Regions from separate parts of the Ovis aries genome. Here region 1 is linked to region 2. Evidence: chromatin contacts called from public Hi-C data. All regions are on one chromosome and are shown on one strand. The core of a region is the stretch at or near the end of the contact, and the rest is flanking DNA. Distances in the headings are between cores, read along the strand shown. Region 1 has its middle 18 kb from the start of ZNF697. Region 2 has its middle 14 kb from the start of HSD3B1.

Region 1 (7,216 bases), core at 541-3,040, 60 kb after region 2:
TATATATGTTTTAATTCCTTTAATATACTTCACATAAAACTCATCTGGTTGGAAAGGAAAAATGAAGAGAGAACAAAAGCTGCAGAAATGTAGTAAATGTTTTATTGGTGTGAAGCCAATAAATAAGTACTGGAAAGAAAACTTTAAAGCACTTACATATATACATATATTCACATTATAGATTATATAAGTGATGCATGAGTACATTCTTGCTAATGTCTGGAATGCTAATGGAGTTAATTAAATACTTAGATTAAAAATAACAGTTGCTTTTCACATACTATGCGACCCTTCCAGTGATTTAAGAAAAATATTTTCTTAGAACCATATCTTGAACAAGTCTGTGTAACTAGATCCGAGTAAGTTTTCTCTGCTCATGGCTAAGTGTGAGTGACTAATGCTTTCCAGTTCTAAATGCTGGAAAAACTGTGAAACAAAAGACAATTCCAAGTAAGTAAAATATTCTGTTATATTTCATGCAAATAATAAATCCTTCATTTGAGCCTAAAGAGAGAGTTCATTTTCACTGATGGAAATGGGCATCATCTTTTGTCACCCCTCTATTAAACAATATTGATTTAAAGGGACACCACATTATCCAGGCTCTGGATCTGCCCCTTGAGGCCTCAATTCAATGGCTGAGGCTCCATTCTTTTATTCTGCAGATGTTTCTTTTTTTTTACTCTAAATTCTTTGCTCCTTTCACTATCGTATTTCCAGCCTTGTGAATGCCTGTTCTGATAGACTGTACCACAAAAGACTTGTGTTTTATTTTATACTATTTTCATTGGTTCATGAGATGTTTTGCACAAATCATTGGTCTGTCTTCGTAGCTAAACTCAAAGCTTCTTGCAGGAGGAATTTTGCTCCACGTCTGTCCTCTCCCTGCCTTTTCCACTGAGTGCCCTTGCGGCAATGTGCACTGGGCTGGTTCACAATCTCCAGAGGGGTGTAGAACCTCTTTCTCTAGGGGGTATAGAACCTACCTACCTCTTTCTCTTTGACATGGCGGAGTGAGACAGGCTTGGATCTGGAACACTTTGCTGCAGAGCTCACACCTGGACAAGTGTCTCCTTGGGAAACAAAATACAAGGAAACTAAGGAGCTAAAGATAAGTGCATGCACGTATAACTGGGGCAAATTATCCCAGGTGGATCAGCAGTAAAGAACCCGTCTGCCAATTCAGGAGATGCAAGAGTTGCAGGTTCGATCCCTGGGTGGGAAAGATCCCCTGGAGGAGGGCATGGAAACCCACTCCAGTATTCTTGCGTGGAGAATTTCATGGACTGAGGAGCCTGGTGGGCTACAGTCCACAGGGTCGCAAAGAGTCAGATATGACTGATCGACTAACACTTCACACTTCCATGTTTTCCCGTTGCAGAGCTACACGTTGGCTGGCTTTGTGTGCCTGGGGGCCAAGGGCAGTCCCCCTCCACAAACTCACTAAGTCTCTTCCTGGACCTGATCCCCCAAGTCAACTCTTTTTGGACCTATAGTCAGCACTCCAGCTGCACCAAGTTCCTGGCTTAATTCCTGACTACTCTGAGAGAGAAATCCTTTCTGGTCCAGGACTTCACCTACATTCTCTTCTTTTGCTAACTTTGTTCCCCTCTCCTGCACTGTATAAGCTTGTTTCTTCTGGCTGCTTCCAGAAACACTTTACCCAGTGCCAAAGGGCTTGGTAGTAGTTCTTTTAATCATTAACACCAATAGTTATTTATAGAGATTACTGACACCAGTCCATGAAATATTTGACTCCAGTCAGGTCCACGCAAATGGAAATTCTGTCCAGGATGGTTGTGTCTTATGTGTTTGGATGGTACCAGCATGTTCTTCTGCCTACAACACAGTCTGTCCAAAGTTTAAGTGATTTAACTTTGAAGAGAAAATAATGCACTTTTTTTTTTCCTGTGAGATTTTATTCATGATCATTTGTTTTGGCCATTGATATAAAGAAACCAGTTTAACGGCTTCAAAACGTCAATTGAAAAAGGAACTAGTCAACCTGTGTACACATTAAAAAATAAAAGGAAGAGTTATGGAGAGTTATTATCACATCTTATGTCAAGATTGTTTGGCGGGGGCGGGAGGGGTACTTTTTTGGTGGTCCATTGGTTGAGATTCCGCCTTGCAATGCACGGGGCGTGGGTTTGATCCCTGGTCAGGGAACTAAGATCCCACATGTGGAGTAAAGTAAGCCTGCACATTGTAACTACTGAGCCGTGTGCCACAACCAGAGAGGCCATGCCATGTACCACAACAAAAGATCCCAGATGATGCAAGCAAGATTCCATGTGCCACCTGGCACAGCTAAATAAATAACTGAAATTTTTTTAAAGACTGCCTTTTTTTTTTTTTTTTGAGGGGGAGTGGAATGCTGACCAGGTGGTAAATTGGGATTATACCCTTAGCTACATCTCTGTGATATTTGGGTTTACACATGTGAAAACCAGAATAAGCATTTATCCTAGCCTGGGGTCTCAGGAGATAAATATTATGTGTAGGACTTTAAACGGAGAAGGCAATGGCACCCCACTCCAGTACTCTTGCCTGGAAAATCCCACAGATGGAGAAGCCTGGTGGGCTGCAGTCCATGGGGTCGCTAAGAGTTGGACACAACTGAGCGACTTCACTTTCACTTTTCACTTTCATGCATTGGAGAAGGAAATGGCAACCCACTCCAGTGTTCTTGCCTGGAGAATCCCAGGGATGGGGGAGCCTGGTGGGCTGCCGTCTATGGGGTCGCATAGAGTCGGACATGACTGAAGCGACTTAGCAGCAGCAGCAGCAGGACTTTAAAAGCAAAGAATTCAGGAGAATAACTATTTTAAGAATTTAGATGGTTCCAAAGAATGCAGTTTTAACTAGAAACAGAAATAAAACCCCAGGCTCACCAGAAAACACCAGGTGTTTTCAAGGACCTTATTGAAAAGTTGGCTGACCAAGTAGAAAAGGAAAGAGCCTTAAAGCCCAAGTTCAGTGACTCAGACCAGATTCAGTGCCCATGGTTAATACCAGGAACTTCTCTATCTGTTCACTGCTTACATCAACCCCAAATCCTCATCCTGCAGGAGAGTCCGTGTTTAAATCTGAAAACTCAAGTTTGTCCTTGAACTGATAAACAGCTGAGAAAGTGTAAAGAAGAAAGAATAGGTGGGCGGGACTAAGCTGGAGCCCCAGGTTAACAAGAGTAAAAATGAGTAAGTGGATTCTCTTGGAGGTGGTGGATGAAGGGAACCTGTTGTTAACAAGAGAGTTCCCTACGCGAGAGACCCGGAGGCATTATATTAGCAGACTAGCACAGGCGACTCTTCCCCAACTGTCTCCAGTTTGGAACCACATGCCTGCTATAAATGGTGTTTGGAGAGTGGGGAGGAGATGACAGGTCTGCATTTCTGCTTCCTATGGCTCTATTAAAATGTAGCTGCTGTGGGTAGGGCATTCATCATCTCCTTTCTTGGCGATCCCGCAAACTGCAGAGGGCTAAAATGACAAATAGGTTCAAGGGATTAGATCTGATAGACAGAGTGCCTGAAGAACTATGGATGGAGGTTTGTGACATTGTACAGGAGGCAGGGATCAAGACCATCCCCAAGGAAAGGAAATGCAAAAAGGCAAAATGGTTGTCTGAGGAGGCCTTACAAATAGCTGTGAATAGAAGAGAAGCAAAAGGCAAACAAGAAAAGAAAAGATATACTGATTTGAATGCAGAGTTCCAAAGAATAGCAAGGAGCGATAAGAAAGCCTTCCTCGGTGATCAGTGCAAAAAATAGAAAAAAACAATAGAATGGGAAAGTCTAGAGATCTCTTCAAGAAAATTAGAGATACTAAGGGAACATTTCATGCAAAGATGGGCACAATAAAGGGCAGAAATGGTATGGACCTAACAGAAGCAGAAGATATTAAGAAGAGGTGGCAAGAATACACAGAAGAACTATACAAAAAAGATCATCACAACCCAGATAATCACAATGGTATGATCACTCACCTAGAGCCAGACATCCTGGAATGTGAAGTCATGTGGGCCTTAGGAAGCATGACTATGAACAAAGCTGATGGACGTGATGGAATTCCAGTTGAGCTGTTTCAAATCCTGAAAGATGATGCTGTGAAAGTGCTGCACTCAACATGTCAGCAAATTTGGAAAACTCAGCAGTGGCTACAGGACTGGAAAAGGTCAGTTTTCATTCTAATCCCAAAGAAAGGCGCACAATTGCACTCACAATTGCACTCACAATTGCATTCACAATTGCTAGTAAAGTAATGCTCAAAATTCTCCAAGCCAGGCTTCAACAGTACGTGAGTCGTGAACTTCCAGATGTTCAAGCTGGATTTAGAACAGGCAGAGGAACCAGAGATCAAATTGCCAACATCTGTTGGATCATCGAAAAAGCAAGCTGCTGCTTCTAAGTTGCTTCAGTCATGTCTGACTCTGTGTGACCCCACAGACGGCAGCCCACCAGGCTCCCCCATCCCTGGGATTCTCCAGGCAAGAACATTGGAGTGAGTTGCCATTTCCTCCTCCAATGCATGAAAGTGAAAAGTGAAAGTGAAGTGGCTTACTTGTGCTCGACTCTTAGCTACTCCACGGACTGCAGCCTTCCAGGCTCCTCCATCCATGGGAGTTTCCAGGCAAGAGTACTGGAGTGGGGTGCCATTGCCTTCTCCAGAAAAAGCAAGAGAGTTCCATAAAAACATTTACTTCTGCTTTATTGACTATGCCAAAGCGTTTGACTGTGTGGATCACAATAAACTCTGGAAAATTCTTCAAGAGATGGGAATACCAGACCACCTGACCTGCCTCTTGAGAAATCTGTATGCAGGTCAGGAAGCAACAGTTAGAACTGGACATGGAACAACAGACTGGTTCCAAATAGGAAAAGGAGTACGTCAAGGCTGTATATTGTCACCCTGCTTATTTAACTTATATGCAGAGTACATCATGCAAAATGCCAGGCTGGAAGAAGCATAAGCTGGAATCAAGATTGCTGGGAGGAACATCAATAACCTCAGATATGCAGATGACACCACCCTTATGGAAGAAAGCATAGAAGAACTGAAGAGCCTCTTGATGAAAATGAAAGAGGAGAGTGAAAAAGTTGGCTTAAAACTCAACATTCAGAAAACTAAGATCATGGCATCTGGTCCCATCACTTCATGGGGAATAGATGGGGAAACAGTGGAAACAGTGTCAGACTTTTTTTTTTGGGGCTCCAAAATCACTGCAGATTGTGAGTGCCGCCATGAAATTAAAAGACGCTTACTCCTTGGGAGAAAAGTTATGACCAACCTAGAGAGCATATTAAAAAGCAGAGACGTTACTTTGCCGACAAAGGTCCATCTAGTCAAAGCTATGGTTTTTCCAGTAGTCATGTATGGATGTGAGAGTTGGACTATCCAGAAAGCTGAGCGCCGAAGAATTGATGATTTTGAACTGTGGTGTTGGAGAAGACTCTTGAGAGTCCCCTGGACTACAAGGAGATCCAATCAGTCCATCCTAAAGGAAATCAATCCTGAATATTCATTGGAAGGATTGATGCTGAAGCTGAGACTCCAATACTTTGGCCACACGATGTGATGAACTGACTCATCTGAAGAGACCCTGATGCTGGGAAAGACTGAAGAAGGCAGGAGGAGAAGGGGACGACAAAGGATGAGATGGTTGGATGGCATTACCGACTCAATGAATATGAGTTTGAGTAAACTCCGGGAACTGGTGATCGACAGGGAAGCCTGGCATGCTGCTGTCTATGGGGTCGCAAAGAGTTGGACACAATTCAGCGACTGAACTGAACTGAATTCTGTAGTGTTGTTTGTTGACCCAGTCAGGATGGATGGCTAATGCACAGCAGTAGGGTGAAGAGGACCCGGTCAGTCCTAAATGCCGAGATCTGGTGCCCATTTAAGGACAGAGCTGTGGAAAAACAATGCCTGGGAATAATTAAAGAGCTTCATACATGCAGAGACTCTGCAAAGAGCTTTAAGAGTATCTCGCTTTTCAACGTATGGACTGTAACCTGCCAGAAGTCTCCTGCATTGGCAGGCGGACTCTCCCACTACCACCACCAGGAAAGCCCCCCTTCATTCCTCACGACAATCCAATTAGTCATTTCCGCTTTCTCTATTGTAAATGTGAGGACACTGAAATTCAGAGGGCTCGGTGATTTGCCCAAGGTCACACAGCCAACAACAAGTAACAGGGTCAGATTTCAAATCCAGGGTCTGACTCCAGACCTCACGCTGCTATTTCCCATGTTGTCTTAGGAAAAGCACCAGAAAGGAAACCTAGCCCTATGATCCAAATGATAAAATAAGGGTTAGCTGCTTATTTCCTTTCCCTAGTTTTCTTCACTTTATCACATTCACAGTTCATGTTCAGATTCCAATACTGCACTTTTAGTGACATGCTAAGTTGAGTGGAAGAGTGATCAGAATTTATCTCTGTGGAAGAATGTTCATGGATCAATGGGCCTGCCATTACATGGCCCCCAAGTGAATGATACAGCCTTCCAGGGAGTGGGGTACATACAGTTCTCACTCTCAGGGAGATTTATAACCTCCTTTAGAAGGTAAGACAAGCCTATCAAAGCGTATCCAAGGGAGCCAATCACAAGGGCTAAATCAACAGGACAGAGAACTGCTGTTCATATTGGAAGAGAAATCACTTCCGAATAGACGGTCAAGGCAGGATTCCTGAAGGATGAGGCAGGATCTCAGGAGGCAGAGAGGGTATTCATTTGGAGTAGTGAAATCATGAAATGGAAATAAGGAATGAAGAAGCAAAAGATGTGTTTGGAAACAGTGAAGGCGCCAAGTCACTTGAGCGAGGCTCACTGGGGAAGAGGTAGGAGCTGAAGCAGGAAAGGCAAGCTGAAATCAGATGGTGCAAATCCTGGAAAACAACACAAAGTAGTTTGAAATCATGATAATAAATGAGATCCATGGTGGGAAACACCAGCCCTGTGTAGGCATTTGATCACCCGCCAGGGTTGCTGTGCAGTAAAAGCAGAAAGACCAAGTGCATTGGACAGAAGGTCAACTTTGATTCAAAGTCTAACTCGGTAATTTTCTAACTGTGAGTTTGGCTAGTGACTGAATTTTTCTGAGTTGCTGTTTATTCATCAGAAATTCCCATCTCACCTGGTTATAAAGCAGGAGTCAGCAAACCTTTTCTGTAATGAACCAGACTAAATATTTCAGACTCGGTGGGCCATAT
Region 2 (7,206 bases), core at 243-2,742:
TGCTCCTCCTCCTCCTCCTTCCTCCTCCCATCTCTCCCTCACCCCGCCCCCTCTCTTCCCTTCCCTCTCTCCTCCTCAGCCTCTTTCCCTTCCCTCCATCGCTCCCTAACCACTAGCCCTCTCATCCTTCTCAGTGTCCTCAAGGAAGGGAGACCAATTGAGACATGTTTGGGGACTTAAATGATGACACGTCCATTAACTGAGTGGAGGACAAGCATTCAAAAGAGACACTGTCAGATCAACCAGGACCGTGCAACCGAAGCCCGGGGTGAGGTTGGGGGGGCGGGGCGGGGAAGGGGTCGTTGGAGGGGAGGTGCGGCTGTCTCTTCTACACCAGGGAGTCGCCTGTCTTTGTGAGCCACGGCCACAACAAGAGTAGTACCCAACACCAAGATGGCCTCTCTCTTACCCAGGGAATTTACAGATTATGAATTCAGTTGAATTTGATGCAAAGGAGATTGTTTAAGTATTCACTCTTAAGGAGAAAAGGGAAAAAGCACTCTGGCCCGGAGGAACAGGTTTCCATCACCTTCAAAACCCCAAAGGGGGATGGGGGTGGGGGGGACAAGGGACAGAGGATCAGCCCTGGGAGATCAGTAAATGGTCCCAGGGGTGAGACAAAGTGAGAGATGGAACACCCGCTTCCTCCAGTACACAAAACACAAGAGGCAGCCTCTGTCCAGCCTGGTGATGTGCAAACCCTCATATGTTTATGCCGATAAGGAAGGAAGGAAAGGAGGGTGATGGAGGCTGAGACAAAAGTTCCCTCCAGCCGTTTTTAGTCTAGTGAAATCCCACAAACATAAACCCTTCAGAGCTGTTCTCCCAGGGGAGGGAGGTGGCGTTGTCACCAAAGGGCAAGCGGGGGTTGATGTGAGAGAAGAAAGAGGAGAGCGGATCTGCCCGACTGTTGGTCTCTACTGAATAAGCATAAAGACCTGGGAATGCTTTGACCAACGAAGCCGCGTCCTTACTGACACTATGCTCCCTGACTCCCGCGCGGGGTGGTCCGAGCTCGTGCACAGGAGCCCCAGGTGCACTACAGGGAAAGCACCGCACGGGGGCAGCAGAGACCCGGAGGGAAGAAGGAAACCGCCCCGCAGCGCCTCTCCCCTCCCCGCCCCCGCCCCCGCCCCCCGCCACACACACCTGGGTGACCGCGTGGGGTACGGCTGAATGAGTCAGCGAAAGCCAGGCACGTGCTCAGCCACCGGTTAAGTGCTCTGGGTACTGAGTCTGGAGAACGGAGCTGAACAGAAGCTATTGGGAAAAGCCTCAAGGACGAGGTGGGACCGCAGCTAGGTCTTGGAGGAGGGAGATGGGACTTAGGCAGGAAGTGAGTGAGCGGGTCCAGGCAGCGGGAAGCTGAGCAGTGGTGGGGCAGGCGGGGGCGGGGCTGGGAGAGAGGAGGAGCGGGGAGAGCAGAGAGGACACAGGTCCGACAGGTGAGAAGGGTTTGCCCGGGGAGATTAGGTAGTTTAGACTGCCCCCCAAGCTGGAGGAGGCACGCCTCAGAGGGCCGAGGTGGAGCTGGCAGGAGGGTGGCTGGCCCGGGGAAGGAGGGGCAGAAAAGCGACAAAGGACCTAAAGGGGCTGGAGGAAGGCAGACCCCGCAGCTGCAGGACAGCTACAATATTCTGTTACTTTATTAACAAACAGATGAGGACAGTGACAAAACCCAACCTCACAATTTCTGCTAAGAAATCCCAAATATCCCCAAAAGAGTCCCAGTCTGGGAGCTCTGGGATCGAGACCTACCTTCTCCCCGAAGGCCTGAATGTTTGTAGGCAGCCTGGCCCACCCCAGAATGGATGGAGCAATTTAAGTCTGGATCACACTTCATGTGTACTCTAGGTTTTTTTCTGCAGAAATTTCAGTGTGTTTAATGACAAGGGGCTAACCTGGATCTTGCTGGGGTGTACTGTAATATATGATACATACCCTTATTACCTTGTTAAAATCCAAAAGAAATCTGAATTCCAAAATGTATCCAGCCCTGAGGGTTTTGGAGAAAAGAAGGTGAACCTCAACCAGCAAAATTATGAACGAAGGATGGTTCTAACACACTTTGTGAGTGTGTGTGTGCTCAGTCGTTCAGTCCTGTCTGACTCTTTGCAGACCCGTGAACTGCAGCCCGCCAGGCTCCTCTGTCTGTGGGATTTCCCAGGCAAGAATACTGGAGTGGGTTGCCACTTCCTCCTCCAGGGAATCTTCCCAAGCCGGGGATCAAACCACATCTCCTATGTCTCCTGCATTGCCAGGCAGGTCCTGTACCACTAGCACCGCCTGTGCCTGCTGAGTCACTTCAGTCATGTTGGACTCTGTGTGGACCTATGAACCATAGCACACCAGGCTTCTCTGCCCATAGGATTCTCCAAGCAAAAACACTGAGGTGGCTTGCCATTCCCTCCTCCAGTGAATCTTCCCAGCTCAGGGATCGAACCTGCATCTCTTTCATCTCCTGCATTGTCAGGCAGGTTCTTTACCACCAGTGCCACCTGGGAAGTCCCATGTATATATAATAATACTCAGTCAACATCCAAAAGTAGGTACGCTTATTATCCTAGCCTGATACTCAAGGAAATGGAGACAGAGAGGTCAATAACTTGCTCAAAGTCATCCAGCAAGTTGTGGTTCAGTTCCAGTAATAAAAAGCTTTTGACTTCAAAGATCTTACATAAAGATGGCAAACTCACATGCCTGCAGGAGCCAGGTACCATGTGTAAATGAGGCAGGCAAGGGCTAAGAGGCCTCAGGGAATGGTGGGGAGTGTGGTGTGCAGGGGAGCACATACTTCATCTTGGGGGGCAGCAGTCACAGAGCCCCCTTCCCATGACTCAAGTGGGAATATACCCCAAGTCACCAGACCTTCTGACTCTTCAAGGAGAAGGTAAGTCTCCTTGCTGCTGCTGGTAAGTCTCTTCAGTCGTGTCCGACTCTGTGTGACCCCATAGACGGCAGCCCACCAGGTTCCTCTGTCCCTGGGATTCTCCAGGCAAGAACACTGGAGTGGGTTGCCATGTCCTTCTCCAATGCATGAAAGTGAAGAGTGAAAGTGAAGTTGCTCAGTCGTGTCTGACTCTTAGCGACCCCATGGACTGCAGCCTATCAGGCTCCTCCACCCATGGGATTTTCCACGCAAGAGTACTGGAGTAGGTCGCCATTGCCTTCTCTGACAAGGAAAGCAAAGTTTCCTAATTTTTTATGTGAAATCTTTTGATTTCTAAATACTGTCAAGTAATTCTAAATTTTAAAAACAGTGTGAAGACCAGTTCTGGGAATGGGACCAGTGTGGGTTAGTGCTCAAATTTTATGTGTAATAGCTTATTTCTTTAAAAATGGGCAGTGAGGGATTGAAGGCAATCTGTTCCTTTTTGGCGCTAGGTCTCAAGTATACATAACATTATCTTCTGTACTTTTCTGTATGTTTGATATAGGTTATAATTTTTAATACATTAATTTTGATTTTTAAAAAGAGTTCAAAATAATAAAACACATCTGTGGGCTGGACTGACACCTAAGGCTTCTGGTTTTGCATCTCTGCTCTCAGTCTAGTGGAAGCAATAAAATATGAGGCATGGTGAGTTCTGTGCACAGTAAAATGTACCAAGTGCCCTTAGAAAGGTAAAATGTTTTTGGAGGGTCCTCTCTGGGTAGGGTACTCCACAGAGCCCTTGTACTGGGGCTTAATGTTGACAGATGGGTAGGACTTCAACAGGCAGAAATGTGGGGTAATGTATGCCAGGCAGAGGTGATAGAGACAGGAAAGATACAGAGGTGAGAGAGCGGAGTCATTTTCAGGCAGCGAAGAGACCAATATGGAAAGACCAGATGCAGGAGAGAATGGAGAACACACCTGGAAAAACTTGATGGGTTACCTTGGGTCACCTGTAGGAGACTGCCTTCTTTCCCCTTCCAGAGACCATTTGACATTTAACTACATGTCACGTGCCTCACGATCTCTGGAAAATTAGGCTCTTTTAAGAACAAGGAGCTTGTCTCCATTCTTACCCCCTCTCCTCACGCCCCTCAACAACAAATATCAGTAATCAGACTATAGAATGTAGAGATTATTCAATATGCAATGGGAAACCACTGAAGATTCTTGTTCAGCTGTCCCTGGAAGATTACTTTGGCAGTGATGTGTAGGGTGGATTGGAAAAGATTAAAAGGCTACTTCAAGAATGTAGGCAAGAAATAAAGGCTTGATTTATGTAGTGTTAACAAAGGGAACACACAGGGCAGCTGAGGCCAGCCTGAGGCAGAACAGACACTACTTTGGGCAAGGCCTGAGTGAGAGCACCCCATGTACCCACTTCCTGAAGCCAGAGACCTCGATGTCCTTGCCTTACTCTCCCTCCAGCCTATCATTCAGTCTTATGGGTTTCACCTCCCAGACACCTCCCGGAGGTGTTGTCTGCCTCCCTAGTAACCCAGCCTGGTTCAGGCCTCCCTGCCTCAGTCATTATGTATGAAATTCATCCTCGGTAGTTTTGCCAGAGTTATCCGTCCAACATAAAAACTGACCATGTCACTCTCTTCCGTGAAACCATCCAGTGGAGGAGCCTCAGGACTCTCAGGATAATCCTGAGTGTCTTAAGACAACATAGAAAGCTGCTCAACAGACTGGTGGTTGCCAAGATGGAAGGAGGAGGGGGAGGATAACTGGTTAGCAGATGTAAGCCTTTATATATAGAAAGGATAAGCAACACGGTCCTATTGTAGAGCACAGAGAACTATATTCAATATCCTGTTGCTACCAAACAGGGTTCTTGGCCTTTCCCAATCAATAGAAATTGACTAGCGGCCAGATGAGAAATTCAAGCAAGGCTTTATTGGGGTCCCTCCTGCGGCAAAGGGGAACAAGAACAAACAACATGTTCCCTTGCTTGCTCATTCCCCTGCTGGGAGGGCAAGCTTGTTCCTTCTATGGGGTGAGGGTAGGGTGTGTCCAGGGGTTGGGTTTAAGGGGTGGCTTAGGTGCTTTGCCCACCCTTTTGGTGGTATTGCGTGCAGGGGGCATGCTCCCCACCCCCAACTTTTCCTCCAGGCTCTTCAAAAGTGGCAGGTTTTTTTTAATTTCTTTGTATCTTTTGGATCCAGAATTTGCCCCAACTGAACCACAGTTATTTTTAGTCCCTAGTCCTGTATAGTTCCTTTCTATTTTATTTCTTGAGGAGAGGTGTATCCAGGTGCAAGCATTGCCACAGTGAAGTAAAGTGTCCCAGGTCCCAGGCTTGTCTCAAGATGACTGTGTGTGTATATATATATATAGATATATTAACACAACATTGTGTTAATGGCTGCTGTATAGAAGTGGTTCAGTTATGCACACATACATATATACATTTCTATGTGGGTATATATATATATATGAAAAGTGAAAGTGAAGTCACTCAGTCGTGTCCGACTCTTTGCGACCCCATGGACTGTAGCCTACCAGGCTCCTCCATCCATGGGATTCTCTAGGCAAGAGTACTGGAGTGGGTTGTCATTTCCTTCTCCTATATATATATATATACATGCAAATATATATATATATATATACATGCAAATATATATATGTATGTATTAGTAGTCTTAAGTCGCTCAGTTGTGTCCAGCTGTTTGCAACCCCATGGACTGTAGCCCACTAGGCTCCTTTGTCCATGGGATTTTCCAGGCAAGAGTACTGGAGTGGGTTGCCATTTCCTCCTTCAGGGATATATGTATGTATGTATATGTATACATATATATATACATACACAGATATATATGTATGTGTGCATAACTGAATCACTTCTCTATAGCAGTAATTAACACAACTTTATAAATCAACTACACCTCAATTTTATTTTATTTTATTTATTTATTTATTTTTTTTACACCTCAATTTTAAAAGAAAAAAATCTTAAGAGCTAGCCCTTGCCTACCTCTCCAGACTAAATTCCCACCAATCTCTGCCCTGTCTCCAGATTCTCCAACTTTATGCTCCAATAACAGGCCCAAATTGGGAGCTGCTGGCATGTATCATCTTTTGCATATTCCTGTACCACGGCGTGGTGCTCCTTCTGCTTTGGGCTCGCCCACCACTCCTGCCACATCCTTCTCAACTTCTTATTTAACATCCAGTGCTTCCCATTTTATCACCTCTGCACTGTGTGGGTATCTAATTGCTATTCACGTATTCTGCCTCCCTCACTACACAGTTATATTCTTGAGGGTGAGAACTCACCATTTCATCTCTGTGTCCCCTATGCCTGGTCCTGTGTCTGTCACAAAACAGTCACACGATGGACAGATGACAGGTGGATGAATAGACAAAACGCACACAAACAACTGAATTGCTGAGGTGGGGAGCAAAGGGAGGCAGGGAGGCAGAAGACATGACAATTCTAGAAAGAATTCAGCGAACACGTCAGGGTATTAATGAACCTGAAGAAGCTGGACCTTCATTATGAGAATCAGGAAAAAGAGAAGAAGCCACACTTCTCGGGGGGTTAGGGGTAGAAACATGAAGAGTGAGTGAGTGATGAGTGAAGAGAATATGAGAGGAAAGAGGCTTTTGTGAAGGCAAAACAGCTGCCAAGATTTTAAGGGTTCTAGACATTAGATACACAATCTGAAACAACCTCATGCCCAGAGAGTTTTTGAGCTACAGAAAAAAAGGGGATCCTTTTACTGAAAAGCTGAACTCACAAGAAAATCTCCCATTCCCTTAAGTGACTTGGGATGTGTGCATGCTCAGTCATGTGACTCTTTTCGACCCCAAGGACCGTAGCCCACCAGCCTCCTCTGTCTATAGGATTTCCCAGGCAAGAATACCGCAGTGGGTGGTCATGCCCTCTGCCATGGGATCTTCCTGACTCAGGGGTCAAACCTGCGTCTCCTGCATTGCAGCTGGATTCTTTACCACAGAGCCACTCGGGAAGCCCAGGTGACTCAGGGTGAGGACAGCTCAATCCCTCAAGCTATAGTAAGTGCTTCCTAAAGCGAGGGGGCTTCCCTGGTGGTCCAAGTGGTTAAGAATCCACCTGCCAAGGCAGGAAACATGGGTTCAACCCCTGGTTTGGAAAGATCCCACATGCCAAGGGACAACTAAACCCGTGCCCCACAGCTACTAAAGCCCAGGCCCCTACAGCCTGAGCTCCACAAGAGAAACCACCACAGTGAGCAGCCCTCGCGCTCCGACTAGAGAAAGGCCGCATGTGGCAACGAAGACCCAGG

Evidence for each region. A called contact is a pair of places that touch in the nucleus more often than the background predicts.
Region 1: a Hi-C map of liver shows a contact between it and region 2, with 4 times the contacts expected there. The contact joins two enhancer-like sites. A contact is called at or near these places in 14 of 16 Hi-C or Micro-C datasets (blood, hypothalamus, liver and 7 more).

What each region holds. Positions count from the first base shown.
Region 1 is chr1:97,027,236-97,034,451 of ARS-UI_Ramb_v3.0, forward strand. No RefSeq gene overlaps it. Among named protein-coding and RNA genes, the nearest start is that of ZNF697, 18 kb to the left of the region's middle. Within about 2 kb of position 1,791, at least 8 of the 54 cell types and tissues checked have an H3K27ac peak or open chromatin away from gene starts, as enhancers often do. A contact at or near this core is called in liver, where this site is marked.
Region 2 is chr1:96,967,954-96,975,159 of ARS-UI_Ramb_v3.0, forward strand. No RefSeq gene overlaps it. Among named protein-coding and RNA genes, the nearest start is that of HSD3B1, 14 kb to the left of the region's middle. Within about 2 kb of position 1,493, at least 13 of the 54 cell types and tissues checked have an H3K27ac peak or open chromatin away from gene starts, as enhancers often do. A contact at or near this core is called in liver, where this site is marked.